Linked DNA regions of Macaca mulatta: region 2 is linked to region 1. The links are chromatin contacts, called in public Hi-C maps. All regions are on one chromosome and are shown on one strand. Each heading gives the region's core, a stretch centred on a gene start, on an enhancer-like site or on the middle of the called end of the contact. The rest is flanking DNA. Distances are from core to core; before and after follow the strand shown.

Region 1 (2,700 bases), core at 114-2,613:
GTGTCTTTGTTTCCTTCCTCAGCCCCTCCTTTCCTTCTTTCCTTCCATTGTTCAGGTTGGGAGTATGTGGAGAGGACTATGTGTTGAGCCAAGGCAGGAAAACGCAGAGGACGGTGTGCCCCAGCTAGTGTGGACATGGGAGGGGACGGCTGGTCCCTGTCCTCAGTTCAAACCGCCAGTCACCTGTGGGGAAGGGCTTGGCGGCTAAACAGGAGCTCTTTCCCTAGGGCTTGGAGTCCACCTTTCCCACTTCTGCAGCTCAGATACCAATTCTATTTTTTTTCCCTACATTAATGGGGTGGGTTTGAGAAAGGCCGTGGAGCTTATTTGGGAGTAAAGGATAGGGGGCTGGAGGATCCTTTTGATTATTCGCATTTTGAGAAGGGTAGTTTTAGCCCATAACTCACCCTGGAGGGCCCTTCCAGGAGAGGTGGGGCAGGGCTCTCCTACAGCGGAACCAGGAGGCCGCCCCGTGAGGGCAGAAGCTCCCGCTAGGAGCCAGCACCAACAGCAGAGTGTGGAACCCCCAGAGGTCCTAGCCTTCCCCACGGGGCCTCCCAGATGCTAAGTGGGGAGATGGGGAGAGGGTGTTGCCCAATCCTTGGAAATCCTTGGCAGTGTTCGTGGAGCATGGGAGGTGCGGAGGAGCGGCGACGCTGCCATGGCGCTAGGCGCGCAAAGGCCCCGACTCCTCACTAGGGCGGCGGCGGGCCTGTGGCAACGCGCCAGGCACCGAACAGGGCACAGCACTGGGGACACCTCTCTGCAGGGACCCAAGGCGCGCGTGCGTGTGCGCCTCACGCCAGGCCCTGGCTCTCTTGCGGAGACTCCGCCGCGTCGCCTGCTGCGCCTGCCTCTCTCTTCTCGGCATTACTTGGGGGAAAGGGGACTCTTCACTGGACCTTTGCAGAGGTGGCTGCTACCTTTTGGCCACATAAATCAAGAAGGCAAGCCAGCCTCACCTCCCAGGAACCTCCAGCCTTCCGGCTGCGTCCCCGCCCCTCCCGCCTCACCAGCTCCTCCCCCGCTTCTCCCGGCGCTCGCGCGCGCCTCGCTGCGCCTCTGCGCTCCGCTCGCTCTCCCCTGCCTCGCCTCCCCCCTCTCCTTCCGCATCTTCTCTAGTGCTCCGCCGAGGGCGCTGCCTGGGTGGAAGAGGAAGACCCAGCCGTTAGTGAGGAAGTTCGGTCTGTGGACAAGTGTGGTGCCAGGCCGCCGCGAGGCTCGGCTGCAACCTGTTCCTCGCCCGCCGGTGCTCGCCGCCCGCCCGCTCGCGCTCCCGCCCTCTCGGCGGCGCAGCCGCGGATCGCTGTTGCATGCTGATCCGGGGAGGCGGCGGTGGCGAGCGCTCCGGGCGGATGCTGGCACTCAGGCTTCGCTGCTCTCTGGATGCTGCTCAACTTCTAGCCCAAGCGCAGGAGCTTTGAAGTCATTTGTCCCTCTTCGCTTGGATCGACTTCTTATTTTGAGATTTTGGGCATTGCGGTTTACGCAGGAACCTCAGTATCGCTCTCCCCACCTCCCTCCCTCTTTCTCCAACCTTTGGATGCGTCTCTGCTGGCAGATATAAAGACCCAAGTCTTCGCGGTGGAATTTCTTAGATGGACTCGTGGGGACTGGCGTTATAAAGCATGTCACCGTAACCCCGTCCTCATCTTTATTTTTTTCAAAAAAGTTCTTTTGTTTTCAATTTCCCCTCCTTCCCACCCCTTCCCCCAACCAATAAATCACCAAACTGTTACCTAGCGGGCCGGTGCCTGCCTCTCTCCCTGAACTAGGTGGTGCGTCTGCCAGAAGAGGAGCTATGTTTGAAGAGCAGCCTACTCCACCCCTCTCCTCTCTGGTCCCTGAACACCACCACACACTGGCATTTTGAAAAAAATATTTTCCTCCAGGAACTGAGCACCCCCAAGCCCTACCCCCCGTTTTTTTTTTTTTTTTTTCCTTCTTGAGGAATGGAGCTTCGCAGAGGTTGCGTTTAGATTCAACAGTTCACAGCGGCGGGCTGCTGCTGCCGCCTCTCCGAAGAGCTCGCGGAGCTCCCCAGAGGTGGTGGTCCCGGTGCCTGTCTGGATGCGGCTCTGAGTCTCCGTGTGTCTTTCTGCTTGTTGCTGTGTGCGGGTGTTCGGCCGCGATCACCTTTGTGTGTCTTCTGTCTGTTTAAACTTCAGGATGGCTCGCTTCGGGGAGGCGGTGGTCGCCAGGCCGGGGTCCGGCGATGGAGACTCGGACCAGAGCAGGAACCGGCAAGGAACCCCCGTGCCGGCCTCGGGGCAGGCGGCCGCCTACAAGCAGACGAAAGCGCAGAGGGCGCGGACTATGGCTTTGTACAACCCCATTCCCGTCCGGCAGAACTGTTTCACCGTCAACAGATCCCTGTTCATCTTCGGAGAAGATAACATTGTCAGGAAATATGCCAAGAAGCTCATCGATTGGCCATATCCTTTCTTGCCCACCATAACTCCCTCTCTCTCTTTGCATTTCTTTGGGTGAAGGGGGGTACCTAGCATGGAATGTATCCCCCCACCCCCTTCCTGGTGCCAATTTGCCCCTTTGCTGAAGCGCACTCTTCAGTGCATCTAAGGGGCAAGCTTGGTGCTGTGGAGACCGGTTTGGGCACTAGTGTTTTTCAAGGTAAGACTTTTGGTTTTTTATTTTTCCTATGTGGAAATCTCTAGTGTCCCTGGGTGCGTCCCTTTCTGG
Region 2 (2,700 bases), core at 174-2,673, 940 kb after region 1:
AATTACATTTAAAACGTACAGGAGCTTTCCAAGCAATGCAAATACAGCCAGCCCTTCACTCACCTTCCCATCTCTAAAGATCTCTTTTCCAGGAAGTTATTAAGGCATAAATGCCATCATTAATATGTATACCCTGGCACCTGTACCTGATCCTACAGCCCTTCCTATCTGAGTTCCAAGTAAGACCACTGTACCACTTCCTTAAATACATCAGACACTCCCTTCCCAAATGTCTTCCAGGAGACAAACTGAAGCATTCTGTTACCATTACCAGCCTATCAGTCACTTAAAATACTGAGATAGTGAAGGATTCTGATTCTTCCATTAGGCAATGTGTCGCTTCCTTCTTCTCATGCCCCCAGTGTATTCTGGCAAGTAATGTCCTTATTTTATAGATGAGGGAACAGACAATCCTAGAAAGATGACTTACTCAAGGATGTTCCCTTATTACCTATCCACCTTTCCCACTGTTTTAAAGACTGCTTTGTCTCTCTAGCTGACTGAGTTCTCTGAAGGCAGAGACCAGACTCTCACTTTGTATCTTCAGTGTCTGTGAACTATCTGCCACATAACAAGTACACAATATAGGCTTTGTATTATGATCATTCACTTATTCAAAAAGCTATCCTAAATTAGGTAGGAGGTGATACTTGGCCCCTTTCTGGAAGAGGGAAGACTATGGCTTGTTTTAGACTGAAAAATGAAGGTCACAACTATAATCTAACTGTAGCTCCTAGAGGGATAAGCAATTAAGACAGTTTAAGAATTTCCAAAAGTGCCATCAACTAAAAATCAGTCCTATTTGAAAACCATTTTAGAGCATTTGCTTCACATCTAGAAGCCCAGTGATGTGAGTATTAAGCACAGTTTTCTAAGAGTTTGTAAACTAGATGGCATTCTCAGGTTAGAGCAGTGGTTTTCTGAGGGTGCCTTAGAGTCAGGTAAGTGGGGATGCCCAGGTCGGCAGTCTCTAAGCCCCATGCCAACTCTCCATAAACCAGACGTAGTTTTTCTTCAATACACTGGCCTACATGCACAATTCCATTTAAATAAAGGGTTCCATTGTTGCTCTGCTTTGAGGCAGTGTAGGAGCTTAATGTTGACTGAATGAAGTCTGGAAAGCCCTGCCTTAGAAAAGCTTTACAAACAGAATAAAGAGGCCTAATCCAGAGGCTGAGTCAAAGGCCCACTCCTCTGCAGATCCCACCCAGCGTGTGCTCCACTCCACATTGCTGTCTCACCTTCCACACACTTGGGCTCACTGTCCAGGGTCCGGGTCTTGCAGCGCAGTCCTTCTCCAGTACCATCGATCCAGATATACATGGCCTGGACTTTCTCACCCTGAGGCAGGGACATGTACACCTGCTTGATGCCTTTATTTAAGTGGGAACTTGCTGAGGTGGTCATGGTGGAAGGTGTTCTGGAGAGAGAGAAAAAATAACATTGTTAACGCCCACTCCAAACTGATCTCCTACAAAAATGGCTTCAGAGGGACAACTGAATCAAAAGTTGTGAATCAAGGTATAAGTGCCAACTCCTTCCCCTGTGGAAGTCAACGCACAGAAAGTTATGTTTACTCACTCTTTCAGGGGGATTAGTTTTATAGTAGGCGAAAATCTCCTTTATAATAGACTGTAAAACTGATCACCACCTTTTGAAGCAATTAACACAGATGCCTGCTAAAGAAAAGATCAGGCCCTTGGTAGTAACTCAATGCCTCTTGCATCTCTGAGCTCAAAGGCTTAAGTTCCACAGCTACTGCAGATCCCAGGCTTCCAAGTTGGAACTTACACTTCTGAGGACTGTCTATTCCTTCAGTGTAGCTGAGGTAACACTAAACTATCCAAATACTAATCTATCAGAGGAAACAAACCAAACCAATACACAAATTTACAAAACATAGAACTTCTTCCAATACAAGTAAAATCCAGCCATAGAACAGGCTTGGCTTCCAAGGTTTCTGTTTTTCTCTTTGCCTTTCATCCTAGCTGTGGTCTTAACTGAAACCCACAGCCACTCCCCACCAAAAGAAAACCCACTACACATTTAGATTTGAGGATGAAACAAGGTTACAATATTTTTTTTTTTTAAAGGCTAGCAGTTTCCTACAACAAAAGCTGATTCAAACCAGATTCTAAGGGGCATGCTGCCATACTTTCCATAGGTCTCACGCAAAGTTTCACTTAAGATAGTGAGCAAGAATCACAACATTATGGAATTCCACAAGAAGACTTCAAGTAATTAGGAAACTTCCACTTCGAAATCAAAAAGATCTGGAATTTTAAAAGCCATGAGGCATACTAATAACTGCCAACCACTACCACAAAACCTCTGAAAGAACAGAAATTCTGAAGCCACAACAGCCGAAGAGGAAACGTTCCTCCCTCCGTGGCCCAGCATGGCTAGAAAGGGAACACATTGTTCTCCTCCAACGACTAGGGCAACGTTCTGAAGCACAGTGGCAAAGTTTCTATGGGCAACCGTCCATGTTTGCCCAGCTGAAAACATAACTGCTTCTCCCTCTGACAGCCTCACCACCCTTCCCCTTGGGGAAGACCAACACCCCAATATTGCCTCTAGAAGATTCAGTCGGCCAAATCCTACTTCCCACCTCCGTCCCAGAACCCTTCAGCTCCCGCTAAAAACTACAACCCACCTAGGCGGGAGGATCACCTGAGGTACGGAGTTCGAGACCAGTCT

The links. Hi-C and Micro-C count contacts between places; a contact is called where the count stands out from the background.
Region 2: a Hi-C map of fetal cortex germinal zone shows a contact between it and region 1, with 7 times the contacts expected there. The contact joins the promoter of GLUL here to the promoter of CACNA1E in region 1. A contact is called at or near these places in 2 of 14 Hi-C or Micro-C datasets (fetal cortex germinal zone and fetal cortical plate).

The regions. Positions count from the first base shown.
Region 1 is chr1:38,899,484-38,902,183 of T2T-MMU8v2.0, forward strand. CACNA1E (calcium voltage-gated channel subunit alpha1 E) reads left to right here and starts at 1,364. Exons shown (of 46, transcript XM_077986562.1): 1 at 1,364-2,435. The coding sequence starts at 2,170.
Region 2 is chr1:39,839,370-39,842,069 of T2T-MMU8v2.0, forward strand. It overlaps GLUL (glutamate-ammonia ligase), which reads right to left and starts at 1,424. Exons shown (of 6, transcript NM_001266013.2): 1 at 1,242-1,424. The coding sequence starts at 1,407.